Linked DNA regions of Mus musculus: all the other regions are linked to region 5. A link is a contact called in public HiCAR-type, HiChIP or PLAC-seq and Micro-C data. All regions are on one chromosome and are shown on one strand. The core of a region is the stretch at or near the end of the contact, and the rest is flanking DNA. Distances in the headings are between cores, read along the strand shown. Region 1 overlaps Gm34477 (a long non-coding RNA gene). Region 2 has its middle 42 kb from the start of Mir6354. Region 3 holds the start of Lmx1a (LIM homeobox transcription factor 1 alpha). Region 4 has its middle 19 kb from the start of Gm34421. Region 5 holds the start of Pbx1 (pre B cell leukemia homeobox 1). Region 6 overlaps Gm39697 (a long non-coding RNA gene). Region 7 has its middle 28 kb from the start of Mir6354.

Evidence for each region. A called contact is a pair of places that touch in the nucleus more often than the background predicts. HiCAR-type assays count read pairs that join an accessible place to other places. HiChIP or PLAC-seq counts read pairs in DNA pulled down with a chosen protein or histone mark.
Region 1: a contact with region 5 is called in an H3K4me3 HiChIP or PLAC-seq map of embryonic basal ganglia, with 6 times the contacts expected there. The contact joins the enhancer-like site here to the promoter of Pbx1 in region 5. A contact is called at or near these places in 11 of 39 promoter capture datasets (the 3T3-L1 cell line, the HPC-7 cell line, HPC-7-derived erythroid cells and 7 more), 4 of 484 Hi-C or Micro-C datasets (embryonic fibroblasts, nephron progenitors and neural progenitor cells), 16 of 115 datasets of contacts at active chromatin or transcription factors (the NIH/3T3 cell line, bone marrow-derived macrophages, cardiomyocytes and 13 more) and 1 of 9 other capture datasets (adipose tissue).
Region 2: an H3K4me3 HiChIP or PLAC-seq map of forebrain shows a contact between it and region 5, with 8 times the contacts expected there. The contact joins the enhancer-like site here to the promoter of Pbx1 in region 5. A contact is called at or near these places in 6 of 39 promoter capture datasets (the 3T3-L1 cell line, frontonasal cranial neural crest, hippocampal neurons and 2 more), 1 of 484 Hi-C or Micro-C datasets (reprogramming fibroblasts) and 8 of 115 datasets of contacts at active chromatin or transcription factors (embryonic basal ganglia, embryonic forebrain, embryonic limb bud and 5 more).
Region 3: a Micro-C map of embryonic stem cells shows a contact between it and region 5, with 3 times the contacts expected there. The contact joins the promoter of Lmx1a here to the promoter of Pbx1 in region 5. A contact is called at or near these places in 1 of 39 promoter capture datasets (embryonic stem cells), 5 of 484 Hi-C or Micro-C datasets (all in embryonic stem cells) and 2 of 115 datasets of contacts at active chromatin or transcription factors (embryonic stem cells and neural tube).
Region 4: an H3K4me3 HiChIP or PLAC-seq map of neural tube shows a contact between it and region 5, with 5 times the contacts expected there. The contact joins the enhancer-like site here to the promoter of Pbx1 in region 5. A contact is called at or near these places in 7 of 39 promoter capture datasets (the 3T3-L1 cell line, cranial neural crest, frontonasal cranial neural crest and 4 more), 1 of 484 Hi-C or Micro-C datasets (ventricular fibroblasts) and 8 of 115 datasets of contacts at active chromatin or transcription factors (craniofacial prominence, embryonic basal ganglia, embryonic forebrain and 5 more).
Region 6: a HiCAR-type map of kidney shows a contact between it and region 5, with 4 times the contacts expected there. The contact joins the enhancer-like site here to the promoter of Pbx1 in region 5. A contact is called at or near these places in 4 of 39 promoter capture datasets (frontonasal cranial neural crest, hippocampal neurons, liver and 1 more) and 13 of 115 datasets of contacts at active chromatin or transcription factors (SST interneurons, bone marrow-derived macrophages, craniofacial prominence and 10 more).
Region 7: an H3K4me3 HiChIP or PLAC-seq map of forebrain shows a contact between it and region 5, with 7 times the contacts expected there. The contact joins the enhancer-like site here to the promoter of Pbx1 in region 5. A contact is called at or near these places in 4 of 39 promoter capture datasets (the 3T3-L1 cell line, hippocampal neurons and liver), 2 of 484 Hi-C or Micro-C datasets (both in uterus), 6 of 115 datasets of contacts at active chromatin or transcription factors (astrocytes, embryonic forebrain, embryonic limb bud and 3 more) and 1 of 9 other capture datasets (embryonic tail).

What each region holds. Positions count from the first base shown.
Region 1 is chr1:169,367,180-169,370,762 of GRCm38.p6, forward strand. Gm34477 (a long non-coding RNA gene) reads left to right here. Exons shown (of 3, transcript XR_373695.1): 3 at 2,967-3,104. Among named protein-coding and RNA genes, the nearest start is that of Gm34477, 4.5 kb to the left of the region's middle. Within about 2 kb of position 1,317, at least 34 of the 459 cell types and tissues checked have an H3K27ac peak or open chromatin away from gene starts, as enhancers often do. A contact at or near this core is called in embryonic basal ganglia, where this site is marked.
Region 2 is chr1:169,059,157-169,063,127 of GRCm38.p6, forward strand. No RefSeq gene overlaps it. Among named protein-coding and RNA genes, the nearest start is that of Mir6354, 42 kb to the left of the region's middle. Within about 2 kb of position 1,580, at least 13 of the 459 cell types and tissues checked have an H3K27ac peak or open chromatin away from gene starts, as enhancers often do. A contact at or near this core is called in forebrain, where this site is marked.
Region 3 is chr1:167,688,144-167,691,929 of GRCm38.p6, forward strand. It overlaps Lmx1a (LIM homeobox transcription factor 1 alpha), which reads left to right and starts at 1,415. Exons shown (of 8, transcript NM_033652.5): 1 at 1,415-1,707. The coding sequence starts at 1,632.
Region 4 is chr1:169,233,725-169,237,258 of GRCm38.p6, forward strand. No RefSeq gene overlaps it. Among named protein-coding and RNA genes, the nearest start is that of Gm34421, 19 kb to the right of the region's middle. Within about 2 kb of position 1,702, at least 27 of the 459 cell types and tissues checked have an H3K27ac peak or open chromatin away from gene starts, as enhancers often do. A contact at or near this core is called in neural tube, where this site is marked.
Region 5 is chr1:168,430,739-168,434,464 of GRCm38.p6, forward strand. It overlaps Pbx1 (pre B cell leukemia homeobox 1), which reads right to left and starts at 1,431. Exons shown (of 9, transcript NM_183355.3): 1 at 576-1,431. The coding sequence starts at 766.
Region 6 is chr1:169,137,163-169,141,107 of GRCm38.p6, forward strand. All of the region lies in intron 3 of Gm39697 (a long non-coding RNA gene), which reads right to left. Among named protein-coding and RNA genes, the nearest start is that of Gm39697, 34 kb to the right of the region's middle. Within about 2 kb of position 2,134, at least 6 of the 459 cell types and tissues checked have an H3K27ac peak or open chromatin away from gene starts, as enhancers often do. A contact at or near this core is called in kidney, where this site is marked.
Region 7 is chr1:168,989,433-168,993,319 of GRCm38.p6, forward strand. No RefSeq gene overlaps it. Among named protein-coding and RNA genes, the nearest start is that of Mir6354, 28 kb to the right of the region's middle. Within about 2 kb of position 2,274, at least 20 of the 459 cell types and tissues checked have an H3K27ac peak or open chromatin away from gene starts, as enhancers often do. A contact at or near this core is called in embryonic forebrain, forebrain and hippocampal neurons, where this site is marked.

The DNA.
Region 1 (3,583 bases), core at 67-2,566, 940 kb after region 5:
CTATCATAGTATTATTTGATTATATAAAACTAGTGCCAGAGATGTACATGCAGGAGACAATTTTAATAGCTATAAATATTATTGAAGCTTACAGGCCTACAAGCAAAAGATATCAAATCCAAAACAGTATGTGAGCAGTTTAGGTTTCTTGGTAAATCATCTGGCATTGACTAGTGGAGCAGGCTAACTGTTTAAAGAGTGTTCTTAGATACTGGACTGAAGGAGAGAGAGAGGGAAGGGGAGGAGGGAGGGAGAGAGAGGTTGTTGAGGGCAAGGAGACAGCCCACACTTCCAAAGGAAATCGTTTATAGCTGGATTGCTGGTGATTTTACAGAAGGGGAGAGTTCCAAAGCCAGGGCAGGCGTGTTTCTCCAGCAGGCAGAGTTATGGGGTCAGTCTGCAAGCCATAAAGCTCTGAGGTTTGTGAAAAGCTCTATATGGGCCTCAATAAACAACAATGATCAGGTTAACCTCTTGCTTCTGAGATACTCCTGCCTTCCGGGCTGCAGCTGGTTCTGGTCGTGAATATGGCCAAAGGCATCCCTGATTGAGCCTGTCCTTTTGCAGAGTGGATGCAGAGCTACCAAATGACATAAGGTGACCTCAGGATCGAAGGTCTTGATGAGTATGGTTGTGAGACTATAGTGTGAAGGTATTTTACATTACCCGCTATCCCTTCAGCCGAACAAAAAGAAAGCACCCCTCTGTAGAGTGTTTATTTTGTTTAAAGTCCCTCTGATGAGCTCCTGGGCTCCGTAGTTATATAACAAAGTAGTGGCGTAATATATGAGGGCAGTGAGGTGGGAGTTGAACATACCTGTATTTGCAGCCATAATGAGAGCTCAGAGGTAACAAGGGGGGTGATTTGGATAATAATTAATAACCTGAGTTGCAAGCACAACTGGATCCGCATGCAAATGCTGTGACCCTGCGGTGGAGCCTCTTGAAGAAGAAGGTGCTTTATTGCCTCTGTCAGGCATTCCCTTCTCAGCTGTGATTCCTCACAGCCTTGGTGGTTTGCATACTGCAGCTAAACATTAGGCCATAATGAATGACAACTCAGCCACTCTGCACACTGCAGAGAGAAGCTGCCATAATTGGCTCCCCCATCGCCTTCCCATCCCCCTCTGCGAAGGCAAGCAGGCACCAAGCAGACACTGCCACACTGATGCAGAGGGACTGAGAATCCCACATGCTGTGAGGGTGCCCAGGGAGTGTGCCCGTGATGGGTTCACATGCATCCCAGAGACATCCCAGAGGCACAGCCCTTCCTTCCTGCTCTCCTCTGACTCAGGGAACAGAGCATGAGAGTGTCCTGGGTCGGTGAGCCAGCTCACCAGACTTCTTCGCTGTGTTATGTCCAGGTTCAAGAGAAGAGCCACAAGAATGGTTAGAGCAAAATAACTGAACAAATTTGATTTTATCCCCTGTGAGATATAGCTAGGGTTTTTTTTTTGTTTTGTTTTGTTATTTTTGGGATTTTGGGGGGGTGTTGTTTGGTTGGTTTTTTATTTTTTTTTCTCTCGTCAAACTAAGTGCCACGACCTCTGTTCTAGATTTCTCTTTCCACAAGATATACAACCTGGATAGCTGAGTAACAGGGAGCTGAGTTGCAAATTGTCATGCTAGCCGTGATGACTGCACATAAGACCAAATATTAGCTGTAACTATTTTATCAAACTTAAAATCAAGCTGTTAGTTGTCTGTTCAGTTGCTACAACAAAGTGACCTGACAGCAGTAACTCGAGAGAGGAAGTGTTTATTTTAGATCACTGCTCCTGGGGTCAGTGAGTCAGGATAGGGAAGTCAGCTGGTCCAGTCTGATCTGCACTCAAGGAGCAGAGAGCAGTGAATGACTCTGCCCTTTCATTATTTTTCCATCTGGTCAGGCAGCTAGGGTATGCCTTTCCTTAATTAGTCAGATCTAGAAAACCCCTCATTGATATACCCAGAGATTTGTCTCCGAGGCAATTCTAGATCCTGTCAAATTGACGATCAACTTAAACTATCAAGCCATGTAAATTTAAAAAAAAAAATCATCTTGTATCAGTCTACTATTCAAAGGCCCACGTGTAAAACTTTCTTATGTTACGACAAGTCCTACTTTCTGTATTCTGAATTACTTACTAAACAATAGCCTACCCGTGAGGCTTCGATGTTTGCATTTCATTATAAACCAAAGTAACTAGCAAAAAACTAGAAACTCTGGTAATGAACAATGTTAGCCTGAGGGGATTTTTTAATGTTGAGTGGAAGGTAAGATGCTCAGAGACAGAACAATTGCCTTCTGGGAGAAGTTTCTTATCTGTTCTGTGCAGCTACTAGAAATTCGGCTGGGATTCTCATTTGATTGCCTTGTTTTGGATAGTCTTATGTGTGATGGTCCTTTCTCTTCATAATTCATGAATAGTGTGAATGATTTGAAAACAAACCGATAGCAAGAACTTATATAGACACTTATAGCTAGCTGCCCGGCACAGCTGTTGAGACAAAAGGCTCCTGAGAGAGATTCCCGAGTTCACTTAAGTATTGTAGATTACTAATGAAAAAGGTAATCTAATTAAGATTACTAATGAAAAAGATAAGAAGATAATCTCAGTTCTCTCAGAATAAGCATGACCATTGGACAGCCAGGTGATAGGAAGAGAAGACTTGTGTCAGAGAGCTGGCAGAGGCAAAGGGAGAGATGGTTTGCCATTCAGTTGACTGTCAACTTTCTATATAGTTGGTCTGAAGGTTTCTCCCCTCTTCACTCTTCCTGTGGAAGCCTCACTTGCTTGGAAATTAGAAATGTATTTAAATAAATTGTTATCTTTTGCCCATTTTGAATATAGATATTGACAAGGGATTAGGTTTATCTAAGGAGATACGCATGGGCATCTTCCAGTGAAACCTTCCAGATAAGATCCTACAAGGCAAGGCAAAGCTTGAGCCTCTTTGCAATGTTTTCTGTCTCTTCTCCTCAGGTGAAAAATAACTGGGATGACTGGAGATACACCAGGCCTGTGTGACACAGACAGAGTCATCCTGAGGGACAGAAGCCAATGCCGGCTGCCAGGAAGATCAGAAGTAAAGCACCAGATGTCCTTGGACTTTGTGCGACCACGCCCACCCACCCCCATCCCCCACAAAGCCTTCAACGTGCTTTTACAGGAAAGAATAATCTTCAGCTTGTTTAAATATCTTTGTCAAGTCTGTTTTCACAGATAAACACAATCCTTTACAAACACCAAAATCAAGACTTTCATTTTTATCCCTACACTGAGATGAAAGATCATTGAGAGATTTTTTTTTCAACACATGAATAACAGGACTCAATTTACATATTTAAGAATCCAATTGCCAGATGAGGAATGGGTTGAAAGAGGATAAGAGAAAACTAAGAAGTCAATTAAAAACATGATGCCTTGGTTCCAACTAGAAATAAATAGAGTTTGTAGCAGCATCAGTAGGAATAGTGAAATGGAGCCAAATTCAAAACATTGTTTTGGTTTTTTTTCTTTTTTAAAGAGAAACACTTTAAGTTATATATGATGTGTTGTTTAGCCATCAGAATCCTTGTTGGAGTTTTATTCCAACCTTC
Region 2 (3,971 bases), core at 330-2,829, 630 kb after region 5:
TTTTACCCCAATGGCAGCCTGGGACTAAGACTTATCACTCCCGCCATCAATATAGAATCAGGTGGGAGGAGAGAGAGAGAGAGAGAGAGAAAGAGAGAGAGAGAGAGAGAGAGAGAGAGAGAGAGAGAGAGAGAGAGAGAGAGAGAGAGAGAGAGAGAATGATATTGGAATTGAAGAATGTTTAAAATACGGACCGTGGAGCATTGTTTGCAGCAAGAACATTTTTGTGAAGCTTGCTAAGCAATTGCATATCTAGTCATTTGCAGGTCTGAGGAGCACTGCATTATGGGTTACCAGTAGGTGGTATACAAGCAGATGAGCAACGATTTTCTTAGGGATCTCAAATGTATATGTGAGCATCTCCTAGTTTACCTCCATGTACTTATGTAACAAACTGAGAGAGTTTGAAATGCTTTGCTTGTCTGCATTGCAGTTGAGAAATGGGGGCTTTGGCTTCCCTGGCATAGCTCAACTCCTGGGGCCTGAGCAGGCCTCTCTTTCTACTTCCTAGGAGGTACCACAGGCTTTGCCAGGTTGTCGCTCACAGCTTCTCCTGCCTGGGCCACTCACATTTTGTCACAACTTTACAGGATGTAGAGGTGTCTTAGGCAGTAGTCTTTCCAATTGAAAGAGTTTCACTATCAGGAGAGTTACTGAATATTTACCCAAAACTAGTTCTGGTCGTTGAAAATAGACAGTATTTCTTCAAGTGTGTTTAAATACTGTTCTCTGTAAGATAGGGAACATATATTAAAATAAGCCCAGAAATAAGCTACAATCTTGGGAACACTCCCTTCGAGGTCAGGCACAGGCAAGTATCCATGGCACCTAGGGAGAGAACATAGTTCCACATTTCTGTGAAATTTTCCAGAAGTGAGATTGTCGATTTGTCATTTGGCCTAGGGGCATAAAGTCTTCGTCAGACTTAAAAGTGAAAAAGATTGGCCCTCTTGGCCTTTTGTAATATTTAATCTCCATTGGGTCAACTCAACTAGACTTCAAATCACCTAACAGATGAACCTCTGGGCACCTCCCTGAAGGTGTTTCCAGAAAGGTTTAACCGAGGGAAGGAAACCCACTGTGGCCGCAGGGTGATTAAAGAGCTGGAAGATGGTAGCCTGAACTCCCCTCTCGCTGCTCCTACAGTGTTCACTCTCACCTCCCTGTCTTCACCAGCATGCTGCAGCCTGGCACTGTGAGTCACTAGAACCCCTCCCTTCCTTCTGCCAGTATCCCAGGCATTTTGTCACGACAAGGGGAAAAGTAACAAAGACATCTTCTTGAAAGGTCCTTGAATGCCTTCACTTTCCATGATTTTAATTCTCACAAGACAAATAAGGGTCTCACGGATGAGACTGGAGGTTGGAGAGGGCAGGACAATGAGCAGTGGGGCACAGAGCATCCCCCCACTTTTCACTCTAGTTAGATGCTGCAACCTTCACTACTAAATGTGCTCTTGACCTTGTGGGACAAAGTCTCGAAGCAAATTTCTCATTTGCTGGCCTCTCCCTGGGCCTTCTGCGACATACTGTCGCTCAGACAAGTACTGTTCTTAATGGGTTTATGGGAAAGGCTTGGCCTGCCTTTCCATCTGCACCTTCTGCTGGCTCCCTCCACAAAGCACTAGCTTGCCATACGACATTCCCTTGAATTATTTAGATTGGTAAATCTTTCTGCATCTCACATCTTTAGTCCATCTGTTAGCCGGAGCTTCGGCTTTATAGGAAGTGTCCTTTATGCATGCTGGCATCTGTCAGCAGTACACTTGCCTCTTTTATTCATGATCTTCAATGGGAGAGGGTACAAGCTGCAGAAGCACTGCATGCCTGGTATGCATTTCATTTTAATGGAAGATTACATGACTGAGGGGTTGGTTTATCACCTTGCTCCACACGCAACCATTCATCACCTGGCAGCCCCTCACCCAGCCCCAAAAGGAGGTGCTGGCCTCCTGCAGCCTCTGGGTCCTTGCTTTCCTGCAGAAAGTTGGCTTAATGGGGATAATCATACTGTTCCTTTAAAAGAAGATAAAAGGTCAGGAGAAACGGAGAGGAAAATTATGAGAATCAAGGCCAAGGGTGAGAAACAAAGGTCCTGCGCATACACAGATGCCCAGATGGTGACATGGAATGTATTCTCTAGAGGCAAGGTAGCTCAGTCTCAGAGAGGTTACTTACCTGTTTTCCCCTTAGGATGCTGTAAAAAGCCTTCATAATTATCTCTCCTATAATTTACAATACATCCTGGTACCAAAATGTTAGCATTTTGATGTTGAGCTATAAAATAACAATTAACATATAGCCAACCTAAATAAGCTGATCATATGTGCCTAGACATTCATGGTTTATGCCTATTTTAGATCATTCAATAGCTGTCAATTATTTTATTGCTGTCTTGCACTCACAAGAACATGCTGCTTTGGATGATAATGTGCAACCACCTTAATGCTGAATCCTGTGGACATCTGCTCTGGCTCTTTATTTGGCCATTTCTAATATGATCTCAGTGTTGGCACTTGTGTTTACCTCCCCCCTTGGTACAGGTCTCACTACTCAATGTGGAAATAACAGGTTCATATCTAATGACAAAAAGAATCAATAAAAATTGTGTGTTTGTGTGTGTGTGTGCATGGTGTAGTGGATGTGGTGTGTGTTTGTGTGTGTATGTGTGTTTGTGGGATATGTGGGATGTGTGTATACATGTGCATGAAAGAGCACACACACATATGTGCACATAAATATGGAGGCCAAAGGTCCATGTCAGGTGTCCTTCTAGACAGTGATCCTAGTCACTTTTTTGGGACTAGTCTCTCAGTGAACCCACAACTGACAAATGCACCATTAGTTGGCTATTGAACCCCAGAGATCCTCCTGTCACTGTCTCCACTGTGTGGGGATTACTAAAATGTACCCCTAAGCCTGGCCTTTCGAAATGTACTGGGGAATCAAACTTAGAGCCTCATACTTCACACCAAGCACTGTACCCTCTGAGCTGTCTCTTCAGCCCCTTGAAAATATTTTTTCCTCCTATAATGAGCTTTTATGATATAGCATTGATTCATTCATCTAAGTATTTCATAAGTATTTACTTATACATCACATACTTCCCTTGAAATAGTTAAAATGTGAACAAGACAAACTTCTTTGCTCTCTGAGGGCCTGCATTTATTCAAAATGACTTGGATAATATTTTTGATTAAGAGTCACCTATGGCTTATTGTACACATTCACATTGGGGAAGGATAGACGGTGTGTTGTAGGTGAGAAAGAACACAGATTACTTTTTTTAAGTGGAAGAAAATGAATAGAGTGAGGCATAGGATACAAATAGGAGGCAATAAAGCAGCACCATCTACAAGCTGCAGATACATGGACTCCTAATGTGGACCACATCCCTCCCTTTCATATCCCTGGTACCTTTTAAAGAAGAGTGAAGACTAAGGTCCTGAAATTGGTTGTAGTGACCTAAGTGAAACCTTTCAGAAAGTGATAATGACTTCCATGGATCAATCTTGCAAGCACAAGAGAATTCTCGCCTGCGCTATTAGAAGAAAGCTGGGGAAAAAGAGTTTAACAAAATCCCTCCAGGGCCTTCAAGGTGGCTCCGTGGTAAAGGCTCTTGCTGCACAAGCCCGAGGACCTGAGTTCAATCCCCAGAACCCACACAAGGGTGGAAATGGAGCACCAACTCGCAAAGTTCTGATGCACAATATGGTCCATGTATACACATTTGCATACACAAACAGATGCCAACCTTTCAGATCTCAACTTCAAATCTCTATGGAGAGAATCATGGGAACCTAGCAAGAAGTTATTTAGAACCAGAATTGACTGAACTTTTATTTTTAAAATAATCTTTTAAATCTATTACACTTTCTATTTTTTTTACAGAATTTTTTAATTCTCTAGGTCTCTGTCTCTCTGTCTCCCTGCCTATCTGTCTGTCTGTCTCATACAAAACATTGACTCCGA
Region 3 (3,786 bases), core at 165-2,664, 740 kb before region 5:
GTGAGTTGAGTTTTAAGCCAAAACAAATTTGTAAGTTGCAGGAGCAAGTGGGTGAATGAAAATCCGAAGAGCTTGGAGCTTCTGGTGCCAGAGTTCACAAAGCAGAGAGGATTGGGGTTGGGGGCTCTAGGCGATCCCCGCGACCTCCAGGTGTCTGAGGTTAGTCATCACTTACGGTGCAGATCCGAGAGCAACCGGATCCCCATCCCGCCCGCGTGAAGTCTAGGTGGCACGGATCTCTGCCGAGTCTGGGGTGTAGCTCCCCCGGGGCAACCGTTCCACGTGGAGAGAAGGAAAAGTTTGGCGCGTCCGGGAGGTCCGGGCAGCAGACTGGAGCATCAGGCTGTAGCCTCGCGGTGGGTCGAGCAGCCAAGCCGGGGAAACAGAGCACCGCGGGCCCCGCCACGGGACGCGCTCCCAGGCCCCCGCCCTGCGCACCCCACCCCCTTCCCGGGCCGCGCACGCAGCCAGCGGCCACTGTCAGAAACCGCCCGAGCCGCCTCGAAGAAGGCAGGGCGGACTTTGCACCCAGGACCCTGGGCCTCCGGTTCCACCGCCGATCTTGGAGCAGCCGCCTGGTTTCCCCTTCCCGGCTGCAGAGCGGCGCGTGTTGGCGGGACGTCCCGAGGAGGATCGGCGGCTTGAGGCCACGGCCCGGCCCCACTCCGGCGCGCCGAGGAGCGGAATCGGGGGCCGGCGTTCGCTCCTGCTCTCTCCCGGGTGCGCCGGAGTCCGGGCGGCTGCTCTGGCTGCAGCCTAGGGGACGCCTCCTCCCTCCGCCAAAGCTGCCCGGCGTCTCCCGGCCACTTCGCGCTGCTCCGGACGCTGGGCGCGAGCTCGCCCATCAGGTAAGGAAGGCTGCGGGGATCCTTAGGCTCCGGCTCGGGCGGGCGTGTTTCTGAAAGTTGATTTGAAATGCATCCAAGAGTGAACCGGGCCAGTCGCGGCTCCTCCCCAAGGCGACTCCTTTGCTCCTGCAGACGTTCCCGGCACTGGCCGACCGGCGGGAGGACCTCCCCGCGCGCCCCGCACGCCTACTCCCGAGCGCCCCCCCCCCACCCCCCAAGCAGAGCGCTGCGCCAGGAGTACGGAAGCAGGCGGGACAGTCTCCGAGTCCCTTACTCTGCCTCTCTCTAAGACAGGTGAGGGTCGAAAGTGAGTGGTGGTGCCACTGGGATATCGGACCTGGTTGGTCCCGGCTTGGCCCTGGCTCTGAGAGCAGGCGTACCCCCACCCCATCACACAGAGTACCATAGTTCTAGTGGTGGGATCCCTAGGGGCCACATTAGTATAGGATGGGGCGGAGTCGGTCTTGGAATGGGAAACCTGGGGACAGGGGTGGGGGTGGGGGTTAGGAGAACGCAGTTAGGGGGCGGAGGCCTTAGCACATAACGCGTTGACTTCAAGTGAAATCAGAGCCGTCCGAGCAGTTCACGGTGGCTCTTCTCTCTCCTCCCACCTTACATTTCCCTTGTCTGGACTCTACCCTCTAGGCTCATTCTTGTCGCCCTGGACACTGCTTCTGTCCTGTCCCAGGAGAGTGGCAACTGAGGGTGCGGAGTCCCAACAGGCACGGGAAGCTAGACTCAACCGTTCCTCCGCTCTACAGGTCCTCCTGGCTCACCCCGAACATGTTGGACGGCCTGAAGATGGAGGAGAACTTTCAAAGTGCGATTGAGACCTCGGCATCTTTCTCCTCTTTGCTGGGTAAGTGTTCAACCGCATGCTCCCTAGAGCATCCTCCTTCTGCCGGGGCCGGGAGCTCAGTACGTCAGGTCTCTGATACTGGGTTAAGCGACCAGACTAGCACCCTCTTCGCGCGCACACAGAGGTGCCCACAATCTCTGTCTTTCCGTGTCCATCAGTCCTTTTGAGTCGTCCCTACCTAAATACAACCATCAAGCCTCCCCAGGCTTCACGAGTTCAACATCGAATTCCCCAAAGCCTTGAGGGGCGGGCGAGCATGTTCACAAGGCATTTGAGTGGCAAGTGATTAATAATACCCAGGGCTGGATTTTTAATCACGGAGCTGATCGACGGCTCATAAATGCCACCGGTTTCTCAGAGGCCTGTGTCCTAGCATGAGAGATCCGAGGCCCAGAGCGCCCAGGTTCTTCTCTTCCCCCACCAACTGCAGCCCCAATTTTAGTATTGGGCATGGCCGAGAGGCTTTTCCGGGCTGGTGGGCAGCGCTGCGCTGGGATTAGCTTGCACGGCGGGGCCCTTGCCTGGTCTTTAATTAACTGAAGCCGGACCCCTGTTCCGCAAGCTTGGTATCCCTCTACCCCCAACCCAGCCACTTCGAAGGAGCAGAGAATAGAGAGATCCAAAGAGTCATACCCATGGGTCTTTCAGAGTTCAGGCTTGTTTTGCCAGTGTCTCTTCAACTCTCCCTTTGGAATTTTCAAGTTTGGAGAAAAAAATGTTTTGTTTTGTTTTGTTTTTAAATTTTCTTTCTTCCTGTGTTTCTTCCCGCTTCTTTCTGAAGGAGAGATTTTTCTTTTATTTAAACCTCTTGCCTCTTTCTCTAACTTTAGAACCAATAGAGTGGGGCTGAAAAAATTTCGATTATAGAAACCATGTCCAGAGAGAAATCGCCCACTCCACCCCAACAGTTCAGAGGAAACGAAATTACAAAACCCATGCCCTCTTCTTTCAACCTCCCTTTCGAAATTGTCAGGATTTTCTCCCCAGAGCAAGAAGGAAGACGCAGGCTAGAGCCTGTGTGCGGACTCAGGCACACTGGGTTTGGTTCTCTGCACCATGAGACCCGCGACCCATCCTATGGTTTGTCCCAACCATAGGATGGGGTGCTGAGACCAAGACAACAGAAATTTACAATTGAGAACGACCACTTTCTCCCCAGGCCTTCTTGCTGGCTTCCCACCACACAAAACGACCTGTCCAGCTTACAAAGCAGAAAGTGAGATTAGTGTAGTGGTATGGAGAAGGATCGTCCCTTTGGGACATCACAGACAAGAGTGTTCTTGTGGGACAAGGGCTTCTTTAAACGGTTGTGAAAATTGTCAACAAAGGCGGCCAAGTATTTCTCCCTTGCTTGTTGGGGGCAAGGGGGGGGGCTGGAACAAGACCCGAAGGGAAAAAGTCAAAAAGGTCAAAGGGTAGGGCAGAGAAGATTCTCTGACTGAGCTAAGAGGTTTGTTGCTCCAATCAGCGCTTCTGAGCGCAGAAGATCTAGAATTCTCTGGCCAGCACCCTTCTCAGGGTCTCTGCGCTCAGCTATTATTTTTCCCCATCTTGACGTTTCCTAATTATGAAAAGCCACCTGCAATTTTCACGCCAAACAAGACATAGGAGAGATTCACTAGTTTGCACAGTACTGAGCTCACGTAGGGAGAGATGGTATTTTTCTGCCCCCGCAGGCCGCCTTTTATGAAGAAAACAGAAAATGATAATTTTCCTTAAAAAAATAGAACTCAGTTGCAAGCAAATTATTATCGATCATTTAAAAGTAGTCAAAGGACACAAATACAGTGATTTAATGATTAATGACGACTTGAGAGTCCTGGGAGCACAAATTTATATGTAATCTAATTTAAAGGCGTAGTGAAAGCTCGCAATATACCTGGATCTGTCTAATAACTAAGACCATTTATTGACTTCAGCCCCCTCCCTCGCTAAAATTTATACCTTGCTACTTAGTCTTTATGTATTAGTAACGTCATCGTCACTTGGTTTGATTTTTCGGAATATCTGATCATCAGAGGAGCTTCCTGAGGGTGCAAGGCCCAGGGTGGGTCTAATCCTATCGAGAGCAGGTTTGGC
Region 4 (3,534 bases), core at 452-2,951, 800 kb after region 5:
TCCCCCCATATAACTTCTTTTCCACTACTTCTAGTGGGTGGTGGGCTAAAAGTGGGGTTAAAATGTTTACAAATCATCATCAAAAATAAGGCTTAAAAAATTAAAGTTACTGTAATTCCTTCCATGGGTGTTTTGTTCCCAATTCTAAGAAGGGGCAAAGTGTCCACACTTTGGTCTTCGTTCTTCTTGAGTTTCTTTGGAGCTGAGACAAAAGGATGGACCATCTAGAGACTGCCATATCCAGGGATCCATCCCATTATCAGCCTCCAAACGCTGACACCATTGCATACACTAGCAAGAGTGTGCTGATAGGGCCCTGATATAGCTGTCTCTAGTGAGACTATGCCGGGGCCTAGCAAACACAGAAGTGGATGCTCACAGTCAGCTAGTGGATGGATCACAGGGCCCCCAATGGAGGAGCTAGAGAAAATACCCAAGGAGCTAAAGGGATCTGCAACCCTATAGGTGGAACAACATTATGAACTAACCAGTACCCCGGAACTCTTGACTCTAGCTGCATATGTATCAAAAGATGGCCTAGTCGGCCATCACTGGAAAGAGAGGCCCATTGGACTTACAAACTTTATATGCCCCAGTACAGGGGAACGTCAGGGCCAAAAAGTGGGAGTTGGTGGGTAGGGGGGTGGGGGGGATGGGGGACTTTTGGGATAGCATTGGAAATGTAAATGAGGAAAATAATTTAAAAAAAAAAGAAAGGAAAAAATTAAAGTTACACAGGAAAATACCAACACTTAGTCAGATATGTCATATGGGTAATCCCAGCACTTGGGGGCTAAGGCAAGGGAATGACTGTCAAAATTCAAGAACAACCTGGCTGCATAGTGAGTTCTGGCCTAGAGTGAATTGAAGGATAAGATTCTACCTCAGAAAGACAAGGTGACAACACAGCACACACAAAAGTCCCTTTTGAGCAATCATTATCTTTACCTTGTTAACCTTCTCTATGAAGAAGGGGCTGCATTTGGCGTCTGAAGAGCAAGGATCTATGGTAGACAGAGAATGAGCTTAAGAAAAGCTTAAGTCTATATGAGATGGTGAGTGTCAACCTGCCATTAAGCCAAGAGCTTTGAATTGACAACATCTCCATCATAATAGGAGAGAAAAATTGAGATTCAGAGAGACTGAGAGAATGGGAGAAACATACACAACAAAGTACATGTCTGAAAGACATACAACTTTGACAAAAGACAGAAAAGCAAGTTCATCCTTTGGGATTCTTTGCTTAAATCTCATGTTCTGTCACACACACACACACACACACACACACACACACACACACACACAGATACACACACAGACACACACACACACCATAAATGACCCGGATAGAAATACACCAGATACACTGGTAAGTTACTTGGGATGAGAGCAGTTTAAAGACATTCGAATCTCTCCAGGGAAGGACCAGTGTGCTCCTGCTTGTAGGAGCTGTAGAGAAATCACACTCAGTGGCTCCTTCTCTGTGTGATTTCATCAGCAAGACTTCATGAAAAGGGAGCCCCTCCTTTTCACGGGGATCCTCTGGCTGGAGCCCCTGTTCACAGGAGGAGGTGGTGATTAATCCTATCACTGGGTCCTAGGAGGGAGCTTGATTGAAAGTACAGGGAGGAGAGTGACAAGGGACAGATTGCCTGTTATCTGATCAGGAGGCCAGTGCCCGGGTTCACTGGAAGGAACAAAGGCCTGGTCTGTGTACCCATCCTCTGAGTCAATAAACCCCCAGCAGGGTGTGAAGTGGTCTGGGAATGACCTACAGCCAAGTCTGCTAGGAGAATGAGAGGCTTATAAATATCAGAGCCACATGGGTGGGGGAAGTGGCTATAATGGAATTAGGGGGTATTCCTGGCAAGGATGTGGCTCTGTAGTGTCCTCTCAGCTTCCTGCGGAGGCACTTCCCAGTTAAGCCCTGCACTGCAGAGCATTTATCAGTAAATTTCCCACTTGTATCCAGGACCATGACACCCCAATAGGAGACCAAAGCGGGGAAGCTTGGAGGACAATCAGGCCACACCCTGTTACAGAGATGAGGGAACTGAAGAGTTCCTGCACAGTCATTCTCCACCCACCACAAAAAAAGACAAAGCTCTTGAAAAAGAAACAGAATGGAAGCCAGACTCCAGAAAGTTGGTCAGCACAACTTTATGGGTTAGAGCAACCTGGGAGAAGAAACATGTAAATTATCAGCAATACCCAACTTTCCTACTTTGACTATCATTTTGAGCTATATAGTTATGATGTAAACATACCTTGAGCTTACATTCTTTTCTATAAGCTATGTACTACATAAGGAGAGCTGAGAACACAGAGATTTGCCAAAGATAAGTCCATAAAGGGAGACACCCCAGGGCTGGTTATCAGAAAAATGGATGAGCAATTAGGGAGTGTGGCCTAAGGAGAGAAGATGGTTGAAGGAAGCAGAAGGAATATGTAGGAAGTAACTGAATGCAAGTCCTAGAGAGTCTGGCACCAATGAGCAAGAGTTTCAGGTTGGGTCTGACAGTAACTGGATAGTGATAATTACCATTTATTAAGTCCATGCCAGAGACAAATTATCTCCTAAGGATTGCGTTTACCATGTTTAGTCCTTGAGATAACATTCAAAGGCAGATAATTGTGGTCCCATTTTAAAGATGAGAAAATTAAGACAAAGAACTAGAGATAGAGCATACATAAAGCCCCAAGTTCAGTTCTCTGCTTCACATAAACCTGGCATTGTGATGCCTGTCTGTAATCTCAGAATATGGAAGGTAGAGATATGAAGACCAGACATACAGGTGATGCCTCAAGAAGGATACAAGGGAAAGGAGAAAATGAGAGAGAAGGAGGAGGGAGGGGGGAGGAGGAGGGACGGGAGGGGGAGAGGGAGAGGGGGGAGGGGGAGAGGGAGATTAGATTTCACACACAAGTTCACAATGATAGGAAATTCGGGATCTGAACTACAAATTCAGCCTAAACAAGGTATAAGAACTAAGAATCAACTCAGTGTGTGTGTGTATGTGTGTGTGTGTACCGTGGCATAAGCAGATATAGGGATTTATGCCTCCATATGAAGAGAGTGTAACCTTGAGAAATGAAAGAAGGAGTTTAAGAAGGAAAGGAAGAATGGTTAGAAACCTATGGGGCAATCTAAGCAAGAGATGGTGGGGTCACGGCACAGGCAGTTGTGAGGAGAATGAGGCAGCTGACAGAACAGACTGCATGACAGGAACTGAGAAGGACCAAAAGCATCAGGGTTCACCAGGGAAGAAGGATCTGAAAGGGAGGTGGTGCTTTAAGCCTGATGGATTGGAGACCTTTTAAAATGTTGTTCCTAAGTTTTCAATATATGCAAAAGAGCCAGTTTCTCTGTGGTTGAATTATCCCAAGCCCCACAGATAATTTTAGAAAAACAAACACACAACTTCTTTCTATAGACTAAAAGGTACCCAAACCCCAGAGCCCCAGAGGATAAGCAAGCTATGCCAACCCCAACTCCTTAAACTCTGGGGATTTGCCTGTGTAGCCCTGGCCTCC
Region 5 (3,726 bases), core at 181-2,680:
GAGTGAGGAAAAAAAGACCAAATAATTATTATTATTATTATTATTATTATTACGGAAGGGTAAGTGAAGAAGAAAAAAAAATCAAACTTGCTGAATTAGCTTAGGAGTCAGCGGGATCTGCAAATAAAGTGTTCTTGGGACATTTTTTTTTATTTTGTCATGTTCCGAAGTCCCTCAACTACCGAAGGCATGGAATGCGGCTCGGAACTTGACAATTCTGCCTCCTTCATACACTTTTTTAAAGCTGTAAAAAAGTGCCGAGGGCCGCTTTCGGATTAGTTGGCAGTATTTTCGGCGTGGCTGCGTGTTTTTGTGCATTCATACAAATACCTCTAACAGACACACTCGCACAACATCTATCTACACACAGCCATATCTCAGCACGGGCGATCACACTTTCGATAACAACGCTTCTTTAAATTTTACTCCTCCGCCATAGAGTTGTTTGTCAAAATGAGAAAAGAAACAACATTTTAGAAGAAAGCGCTGTGGTGATTCGGTTCCCATTGTTTCCCCCTGCGAGAGGGAGGGAAAAAAAAAAAAACAAGAAAGGCAAAGAAAAGCCTCCATCTCACCTGGCCTGCGCTTCATCCAAACTCTGGTCTGTGATGGTCATAATTTGCTGTAAAATGTCCCCGATGTCCTGCTTCCTCCCGCCCTCCCCCTCGGTCCCTCCGGCCCCATCCTGCAAGTGCTGGGACAGGCCGGGGTGTCCGGCCATCCCGACCCCAGCGTGGGAATGCATCAGCCTCGGCTGCTCGTCCATCTCTGAAGGCTCCGGCAGCCCCGGCTCTTCCTCTTCGGCTCCTCGGATCGGCGCCTGGGAAGCACCGAGGCTTTTTATCCTTCAAGCTGTCTTCAAATCCTTTTCAGGATAAACAGGGACCAGGGTTTTAAAAAAAGAAGAAGAAGACCAAAAGGGGAAAAAAAAAATCTCTTTGCCTCTTTAGAGGATGGTGGGAGGATGGGGAGGGGGAGGGGGGCGTGAAGGGGTTGCGGGGTGAGGGTGGGGATAAGGGCTGGTGGGGAAGGGTGTTGACTCCAAAAAAGCAAGAAAAATAAACCACCTTCCCACTTGGCGAAAAGAAATCAGAGCCGCCTTTGGGTTTTTCAGTCCGATCTCCTTTGCAAGGCAGAAATGGGCTCCCGGCGCTTAAATCTGTGGCTTAATCCTTTTGCAAATATGCATTGATCGGGAGAAAGGAGAGGAAGGCAGGGGGATTGCAATGCAAACTTTCCCCCCCACCCCCCGCTGCCCCCCACCCCCACTCCGGGCCAGAGTGATCTCAAAGGGGGTGGGCTGTAGCAGAAGCCAGATCACCCCCAGCCGTGGCGGCAGGCAAAGCCCAAGCTCTTTCCTCCTCCGTGTCTCTGCAAACTCCAGCAGCCCCGTCAGCCTCCTGCTTTTGTTTAGCCCAGGCTCAGGACTCCAGAAACATATACAGAAAAACCACAGCCTGAGAGGAGGAGGAGGAGGAGGAGGAGAAGGAGGAGGAGGAGGTGGAGGAGGAGAAGGAGGAGGAGGAGGAGAAGGAGGAGGAGGAGGAGAAGGAGGAGAGGGGAGGGGGCCGAGGGAAGGGGGGAGGGAGCGGAGAGGCCAGGAGGCGGGGGTCAGAGGAGGGAGGAGGGCTCTTGAGCCCCGCCCCCTTCTATGATTGGCTAGTCCTGAAAGTGGGCTCCTCCTCCCCCTACTTTCCACCCAGCGTCTCCTCCTCGGCCTCCTTCAGCTCCTCCTAGCCCGGGAGTCTTGTCAATCAGAGTTCAGAGGTGGGCCGGGAAGGAGGCGGAGCTATGACCCAGTCTCCAGTTCTTAAAGGCGCAGAGAGACCTTAGCTTCAGCTCTTGTCTGCTTCTCTTAGGCTCCGTCCTTGAGGGAAACGTGGCTCCACTTAAACGCAAGACTGTAAAATTAACACGAAAGCACACAGACGGTGTGGATCCCTCCGCCCCACCCCTCGTTCGTCTACGCGGTGACGCTGCGGTAGTAAACTTGATTCTCTGAAATCCTTAGACCTCAGGGAAACTGTTGAAAGCAAAACTTTGTTATATGACGTAGTTAGTAAATAAAATCGGGCTGCTAAGATAATGAATAATAGATCAAAGTCTAGGTAGTGGATAATTTGCAAATCCTCAACTCTATGCCAGCAAAGAGAATATAAATTGTCATTTTTGTGGCATAAACAGTAGCTGAAGTGTGGACTTTGAGGAATAAAACTCGAGAAAAATACTAATAAATAAGTTTACCAAAAAAACCGAATTCAACATTTCTCTTCCCCCTGAGGGAAGTTGGTTATTTGGCTTAAACACTTAATAAGGGATTGCATTATCACAGTCTGGTTCTAGTTTTTAATATAGTCTAATAAGCATTAATAACAGGGAGAAGAAGGAAACTGACATTTATTGAATGCCTACTATGCACAAAGTAATTTACTTGAGTTATTGTATTTAATCCCCAAGACATCTCTGTGAATTATGGATTATTATTCTCATTTCACAGAGAGGAAACTCAAAAAGGTTAAAGAATTTGTTCAAAGTCCATAGTTATAAAGTATCAAAGCTAGAATTCATACCCAAGTTTGGGTGGATTCTTAGCAGGCCTCACACTTAACAGCTCCATGTGAATGTGGTAAAAGTTACTTGCATGTCTGTTGCTTGTCTAGCTTGCAAACAGACTTAAGACTTAGAAGAACAGATCTTAAAACAAGAAGGCTGGGATTAGAAGTAAAAGGAAGTAAATGAATTAAGAGAAGCCAATAAGGAGTTAGAGCCGGGGTAAATCCACACATTTACCTTTATTTTCCTTTATTCCAACCAACAGTAGAACCTGATTGGGCACTTGGTCTGAATACCCATAAGATAAAATAACACTCTCGTCATTTAGAAAAATTCTGGACTTCTTGGGACTATTCTTCTGTGTAGCCATCAACCCTTTTCTGGCGTAGATATAGTGCCAAAGGAGCCACTGCCAGCCTCAGTGGCACCAATCAGCAGAATGGGAAGCAGCCACCTAGCCAAGCACTTGGAGATCCTCAAATAGAATTTTATCTTTTTCATCAATCATTATGCAAACATTTGGCAAGATAAGGGGCCCTGAGGGAAGCACTTCAAAGCAGCTCTTAGCATGCTCATTGGCACCACTGGTAAAAGGGCATGCAATAATGCGTATTAACTGTACTGACAAATCCATATTACTTAATAAAAATGGCTTTATTCACACACATATCTCAACTTGTAAACTCTTGGTTTAATCAACACTTATCAGAAGTTGAGTAAAACTATGTACTTAAGTCACATGTCAATCTCGGCCCATGTGGGCCAAGACATAAATCCCTTGTCTCTTACAACATGAGGTAGGAGCAGAGCCTATAAAGAAATCAGTTTTGAAGCAATTGGTTCTGAGTCGTGAATCTCATAAAGTGTTGCCAGGTCAAGTATTAAGAGAGGTATCAGTAATACCATAAGATCATTATCATTGAGGCTCAATTTTGCTATGGGAATTAAGGATGTGTACAATATTAATAGAACAAATAACTAATATTTATTGCTTACCATGGTATTTTTCCTGTTCAAGGTACTTAGGTCACTACAACTCATTGGTCTCAATTCTTATGCTTTAAACTGTGACTCTATACTGTTGCCCAAATAAATTACAATATAAATAATCGGTACACTAGAAAAAGCACACACTGCAGAAGAGATGAAAGAAAGTGAAGATCCACTTAGAGT
Region 6 (3,945 bases), core at 884-3,383, 710 kb after region 5:
CCAAAATCTCAATGACAAGGAGTCCCCAGACAACTTCAGATCTTGTATATTTTAGGTTTGTGGTCTATGCATGAGGTATGATCCAGCTATGCCATGGGCATTCTCCTCTTTATCCTCCATTCTCTCCTCGATGGTCCCTTCTTGCATGTCTCAATAAAGGCATGCATGAGCTATCTATGTCACCACCTCCCTCCTTCCAATCCCTCATAGCAGCACCACCTCTCAGTGTTCTTTCACTGTGCTTATTCTCTGATGTGCTTGCTGAAGCCCCTCCCACCCACCCATTCCTGGGTACTTGATTGCACATATGTTCTCATTCCTTTTCATATTGGTTCCCCACTGCAATTGGAACAAAGTACCATGATTTGCTACCTTAGAACCATGTAAATATTGCATCTCAGAGACCTAAGGTCAGGACGCCAAAACTGGTTGTATTTCAACTTCTTTTCAACAGGTCTCCCTTGCAGTTTTAGGGAAGAAATCTGTTCCCTATGTGCTATACGATGTCTTCACTCAGCTTACAGCCCCATTCTCTCCACAAAAATGAACTGCAGCCTATCATGTTGCATCCACCTAATTATCTATCTCTTTTGACTCTCTCTTTGACTTTAAAGGTATTTTGTCACTACACGGGGCTCACTAGATATTTCAGGATAACTTTCTTATCCAAATTAACTGATGAGTAATCTTAATTCCATCTGAAATATAACTCCCTGTTATCAGGCAAGTGTAAAATAAATTGTAGAGATCTTTGTAGGGGAAGAGAGAGAAAGCTTAGTGGGTAAAGGTGCTTGCCCCCAGGCTTAACAACCTAAGTTCAAGTCCTGGAATCCATGCTGTGGGAGGAGAGAACAGACTCTTGTAAAATGTCCTCTCTCCTTCAGAGATATGCTACTGTACACACAGGAGTATACACACACACACACACACACACACACACACACACACACACACAGAGAGAGAGAGAGAGAGAGAGAGAGAGAGAGAGAGAGAGAGAGAGAGAGAGATTTGAGGGAATGTTTTTAGCCTATCACTGTGATAGAAATTTTAGAAAGAATTAATATGCCTAGGAAGATTAGTACTTTAAAGAGATCTCTATTAAATATATGGAATTTCTATCTATAAGAAATATCCCCCTAAAAGGCAAAGGATTTTCCAATGCTTGGCTGAGTCTAGAAGAGAGAGAGACACTTTATGCAAGAAGGCATTTAATGGCTCATAAATCACACCATAAAAAATGACTGCTTCCTCTGCCCACTTGTAAAAATATTTCCCATTTTGGTCTTCATGGTCCACATCAGTATTATTCTATTGTCATAATAAATAGGTTAGTGGTTGTGGGGTCCAATGATGAGGTAGTTAAAAGGAAAAACTAGAAGGTTCCCCACAGAGCTGGCATAATGACTGAACTACCCTAGGGGAAGACAAAGCAGAGTACTCTCTCAGCTAGTGGGGACATCCAAGCAGCAATCAGGTTCAGGGGCTCAGTTCTGTGACTCCCCAGAGTGTACCAATTATCTCAATGGGAGTTTCGAATTTTCCAACGAATCTTCAAACAAAATTAATTTGAACGGCTTTAATTAGCCTTAATTATATTATTCCTAGTATTATATGCGCTTCTTCTCAGAGGCTGATGAGAAAATACTTTCAGGAAATCCACTCAAGGGGCAAAGGAAGGGTACAAGAATTCCGAATCACTTGAAGATGAATTACCTTCATGCCTTTCTATTTATGATTCTGAGATAAAAATAAAATAGATCAGTTATCAACTAAATGGAGTGATGTGTTCTCAGACTGGGCCAAGAACCAAAAAAAGACGGGTTTATTTGTCTTGAAGATATCTGTTTCCTCCCCAACACACAGTGAAGAAAGAAAAAAGCACACACAATACAGTGCTGTTCTCTGTGGTTTTGTTTTCTTGTCCATGTTTTCCTGGTCTTCTAATTCACAGTTCTGAGAACTGTCCTTTAGGTCACTGTTTGAACTCCTCTCTCCTTCTCCTTCTTCTTTTTAATCTGGCCATGGTTGTCAAGAGGAAATTAATCTTTTGCAGCCAAATGAAATTTGGGCTTCCCGGCACTAGCCACTAATGAAAAATGCATTAATGGCGAGCCTCAGAAAAACCCCTGGCTCTCAGTACCAGAGGGTGCATTTAAATAATTCTATGAATATAGATCAATAAAACTAATTTACTTATAGCCTTTGTGTGCAGATTCAAATCTGAATAAGAGTCATTTGTATTACAATGTTTTGTATTAATTTGAGGTATCTATTGTTTTACATATTATATTAATCTTGGTCATGAGACAGGACTCATATATGATATTAAAATATGAGGCTTGGGATTTGATATTAGTAATGCTATGATTTTGTAATTCAGCCTGGTTTGCCTGGATGTCATTTAAATGGCTTGGAGAGGTCCCACAGGGCCAGTGCTGAGACTCCAGGGTTAAATTGGAGAGAGTGCAGAAGGCTTTAATATTCAAGCACACAGCATATCAGCTGCAGTAGCCAAAGTCCCTCCGGGAGGGATGTGGGGAGGCATGGACTGGCAGCCTTCCCAAGAGGAATGTGGGAATGGGACTCGAGAACACCATGTGGTGGCTACTGAACGCGCACATCCTGACTCAGGTGCTGGCACCAAAAGGTTAGTTATTTATTCATCAGGTCCATACTCAGTATGTTCTCTTTATTTGGTGTAGAAACACTGACGTTAAAATAAGGTAGGAGGAGCTTAAAATAGACAGGCAAATCACCAGACAACTGAGATTCAACAGGGTAAGTCCACAGCCAGGAATAAACATGGGTTTTCAAAAGGCGTTTATAAGCTTCATCAGTTCAATGCCTTCTGGACTTACTTGGCCATGGCATTTTTAGGAAAAAAAAAAAAAAGACGATTGGTGTCCTCTTAAACTCTATTCTGATGCATAATGGTTGCAAAGCAATTGCATCATTAAAAAATGGCAGTGGTGAAAGTTAAAAAGTCAACCAACTCTACTCACTACCAGAGAAACAAAGAAGTCTCCGGCACTCCATGACCCCTTCAGCACCCCTCAGTAGAGGTGATCTTTTGGCATTCTGCCAGTAACCACTGTTACCCCTGGGTCACAGGCTGTGGGAGCTTCCTGAATGGGCCTTTTGCCATGGCTGGGAGATCAAGAATAAGCAATTTTCCCAAAGAGCAATGGCATTCTGAATGCCTAGACTACTTCTTTGGATACTTATTAGAAAACACATAGGGACTGTTATAAGTCAGTTAACACAGGCGAGTACCCCTCAGCAGTATCCTCTAATTCCTTTCTCTGATTCAGTTATCATGATAATTAGAATGAAGATGACCTTGATACATTCAGGCATTTAAAACACTTTAAACATTATTATTGTCAGGGTCTATAAACATGGTGTGATATTTAAGAACATGTGTTGCTCTTCAAGAAGTCCTGAATTATGTTCCCAGTACCTTCATGGCTGTTTCCTCTTCATGCATCACACACACACACACACACACACACACACACACACACACACACACTTTTCTTTGTTTGTTTGTTTTTAATGTATATGAGTGCTCTGTCTTCACACACATCAGAAGAGGGAATCAGATCCCAATACAGATGGTTCTGAGCCACCATGTGTGTGCTGAGAATTGAACTCAGGATCTCTTGATGAACAATCAGTGCCTTTAACCATTGATCCATCTCTCTCTGCCCTAGATACGTAGTTTTAAAAACTGGGTTTGTCTATCCTAAATCAGATAGGGGACTAATATCCAACATATATAAAGAACTCAAGAAGGTGGACTTCAGAAAATCAAATAACCCCATTAAAAAATGGGGCTCAGAACTGAACAAAGAATTCTCACCTGAGGAATACCGAATGGCAGAGAAGCACTTGAAAAAATGTTCAACATCCTTAATCATCAGGGAAATGCAAATCAAAACAACC
Region 7 (3,887 bases), core at 1,024-3,523, 560 kb after region 5:
CAATGGAGGAGCTAGAGAAAGTACCCAAGGAGCTAAAGGGATCTGCAACCCTATAGGTGGAACAACATTATGAACTAACCAGTACCCCGGAGCTCTTGACTCTAGCTGCATATATATCAAAAGATGGCCTAGTCGGCCATCACTGGAAAGAGAGGCCCATTGGACTTGCAAACTTTATATGCCCCAGTACAGGGGAACACCAGGGCCAAAAAGGGGGAGTGGGTGGGCAGGGGAGTGGGGGTGGGTGGATATGGGGGACTTTTGGTATAGCATTGGAAATGTAAATGAGCTAAATACCTAATAAAAAATGGAAAAAAAGAATCTAAATCTTAAATATATGCGCGCATATGGAAGTGTCTGTAGATTAGTTCTTTCCCACTGTGACCTTTGAGGTTCTGTTGTTGTCTTCCCTGGGTTACTCTAATAACCTCCAAGTTGGCCCTCTGTTTTGGTGTCCTGCAGTGTGTTCTCGACTTTAGAGCCAAACATCTTTAATTGTATTCCCTGGGTCATGCAGCTTCTCCTTTTAAAGCTATCATGTGTACAGTGGGATATGCATCCCCATCACAGCTCCTTTCTCACTTCCCCAAGCACATGCCCATTGTTCTTCTCATGGTATGCTGTAGCCAGACCAGCCTCCATAAACATTCCCGGGACTCTCTCCTTCAGAGTAATCCGTACCTATGAATTAAATAGCCTATGAACAGGAAGTCCTTCCAGAACCTTGTATTCACCTGCCTTTTTACTTCATCTTGCTCTGGGATTTACTTCTATTTGGCATACTACATCTTCCTCCTTCAGGACAGTATAAGCTCTCCAAGGCATAGGTAACTTTGCTCCTGCTCTGGGTCTTACCGAGGCATGGAATGTGCTCAGCATGTACTATGGGCTTAATAAGTATTTGTTGAATAAGTAAAGGAATGTAGTGATGGATATGGAAGGGAGGATAGAGAGATATACGGTAAATGTTAGAAGATAAAGATAAGAGCAAAGTGTGTTTTTCAGAGAGAATTCCAGAAATCCCATTTTGTAACTGAACTGTAGATGACTTTAACCTTGGACAGGATCCCCTTGGACCATAAATGTTGTATATGACCTGCCAGTTTCATTGTCTTATTTTATGTGATGTACTTCCCTTAAGTTTTATGCAAACACAGAGAAGTCAATATCCCTACTTCAGCATGAAGGAAAGTGCTCTGGCCACTTCTACACAGCTCTGTCAGGAGAATAGAAAAGGCAGACTCACATCAGGAAAGGAGCTGAAGCAGAGAATGAATAAGCAAGGCTACTGCCTGCTGGGGATCAGACTCGGGGAAGTCCCCTTTGGTTCATAAGCACACTACCTGGAGGCCGCTGTGATGGGAAGGGGAAACCCAGGCAGGCTCTTGAGCTTCATACTGGTAAAGAAACAAAACCTTGAGAATGATTGAGGCTTAGGAAGTCTTTAATCCTGACCTAAGTGTTCTTTCCACAATTCCTGGCCACTCTACTATATTAGCCCAGCTTAGAGTTGAGTGTATATGGACCCCACCACCTCAATCCACAAAGTGGAAATAGAAATTTACACCTTGATGCTTCTTGGTGTATATGTGTGCTTCAAGTACACCCCATCATTTCTGTGAATCTTAGAGCTTAGGAAAGGCAAAGGTAAATTCAAGCTGTCATTATAAAAAGGGCTTTGTTTCTATCTACTTGGAAACACCAGTAATCATAGTAAAAGATGATTAAGATATGAAAGGAAATATTAAAAAGTCTGTTCCATACACATTGTCTTTCTTCTTTTCTTTTTTTTTTCTATCCACATTTCCACAATCAACAACAAAATGTCCCCCTAAAGAAAACTAGAGTGCTATGGTTTTTTCCCTCCTCCCCAACGTCTCTCTTTTCTAAGCCCTTTTCATGATTTAAGAAATGAAAAAAAAAAAAAAAAGAAAGAAAGAAAGAAAAAAAAACCCCACAAGTTTATATTGGTTTGAACAAAAATGTCTGATTTTGTCAGTTAGAAATGAAAGAAACTGTGGTTCTTTCAAGAACTCCTAACCCAATCTTTGTTTAGTCCAAACTGAGAGAGCCAGTCTGGTCAGGGCAGGCTCTGGAAAGCCAGTCCAGTGTACTATGGGCATGCCATACGATATTGCAAAGGCCCCATTGGCATCTTGTTTCTTCCCCTACAATAATTGCCTTTCTTTTAGATTTCAGTGTTTCCCTTTTGTGTTTACGATAACAGAGGGATGCTTTATTGCATTTCACCAGGCCGGTTGCCATGGTGATCAGCAGTTGCTGTATGCTGTAAAAATAACCCTCCTTCCTTGATAGATTTCACTTGAGTGAAAATAACCCTTAAAAATAGGTTGAAATTTACATACTAACTCTTCCAGCAGGTTCAAGGGGGAGAAAGGAATGAATTACATCGTGATTTGACAAGCTATTAGGTGAGGGGCTGCTGGATGAGGTGTGAACGGGAAAGTTGGCTACGGGAAGCCAACCAAATTCCACTGCAAAATCCTCAAATCCATTTCTTTGTTGTTGGGTCTTTCCTCATTAGTGTTGTATGAAGATGAAAAAGAGATCAGAGAAGATTCAGACATCCACGGGGATGAGGGCTAGCGCGGATTAGTTCCTCATAAATAAGGGAAAAGGTTGATTCCAACTAGAATACCATCCCTCACCTCAAACAGTGCCTGCTGACGTCTGTTCCCGATGAGGGAAATAAATGCTGCTGGAGACGTTAATAAGGCGATCTGCAGTTAGATATGTTTGAGAAGCGTAATTCACTGTACCCATAACCTATATTGACAAGGTCAAGTGTTTTAGAGATCCGAAAGCAAGATCCATTTCTCTGTAGTTTATGTTTCATTGGCATTTCTGCCTTCATTAAGTGTGAACACCTTGTCAAGTAACAATGACAATGACTCCGTTTTTGATAAACTTTTCACACTCTTCAAATTCTCCTGTCATGCTTTTCCAAATAATCAGTAAAGATTGGCTAACAGTTTTAAAGACTGCCTACCAACATCTTCTACCATGTTTTTCCCCACCTGCAAGAAAATGTATAAAACCAAAAACAACCTCAAGGCCCATAATAGTGATAAAATAAACAGACAGCACATAATGATTGAAGAAGTAAATAGACCTCCCTGGACAGTTTCAGGGCATTGATGGATTAAAGAGTAAAAGTTGTTTCATGATGAAAGAATTACCTTCACGCCTTAATAACCTGAAAGGGATTAAGTTACTTCATGTCAACAACATATGCCAGTATGTATGTTTCAATTTTTAAGAAGTTTATACAAAGGGTTTTGGGTATGCATATGCGTCATGACTATATCTCCTTGCAGTTTTCTCTGGCTACACTTCTATGTCTGGAATAATATCCTCATTTCCATGTTTCACAATGATATTGTATTTAACATGATTTTTTCATTTTGAGTAAAAAAATTAACCAATTTTTTTCTATTGGTCTCTGTAAACTTATTGGATACTTCTCAAGATACTTCTCAAACCACTTCAGTGTTGGTAGGATGGAAACCTCTCATCTGGCCTAGCACTTCAGAGGCTGAGGCAGGAGGGTTTCTATGGACTTGAAGCTAGCCTGTCACCCATAGTGAGTTCCAGAAAAGCCAGCCCGACTTTCTCAAGTATAGACTTTCCCACACATGAAATGGAGAACTCCAATGAGAATGACTCACAAATATAGATGTTTGCCAGTATGTGAACGGAAAAATGCCTTCTCCTCACCTTTCTCTCTCAAACTCAAATTCACAACCTCTTCTGTAATTATTATTGTTTGTTTTACAGACACACACACACACACAGAGAGAGAGAGAGAGAGAGAGAGAGAGAGAGAGAGAGAGAGAGAGAGAGAATCTGCTGAGTCCATTTTGTAT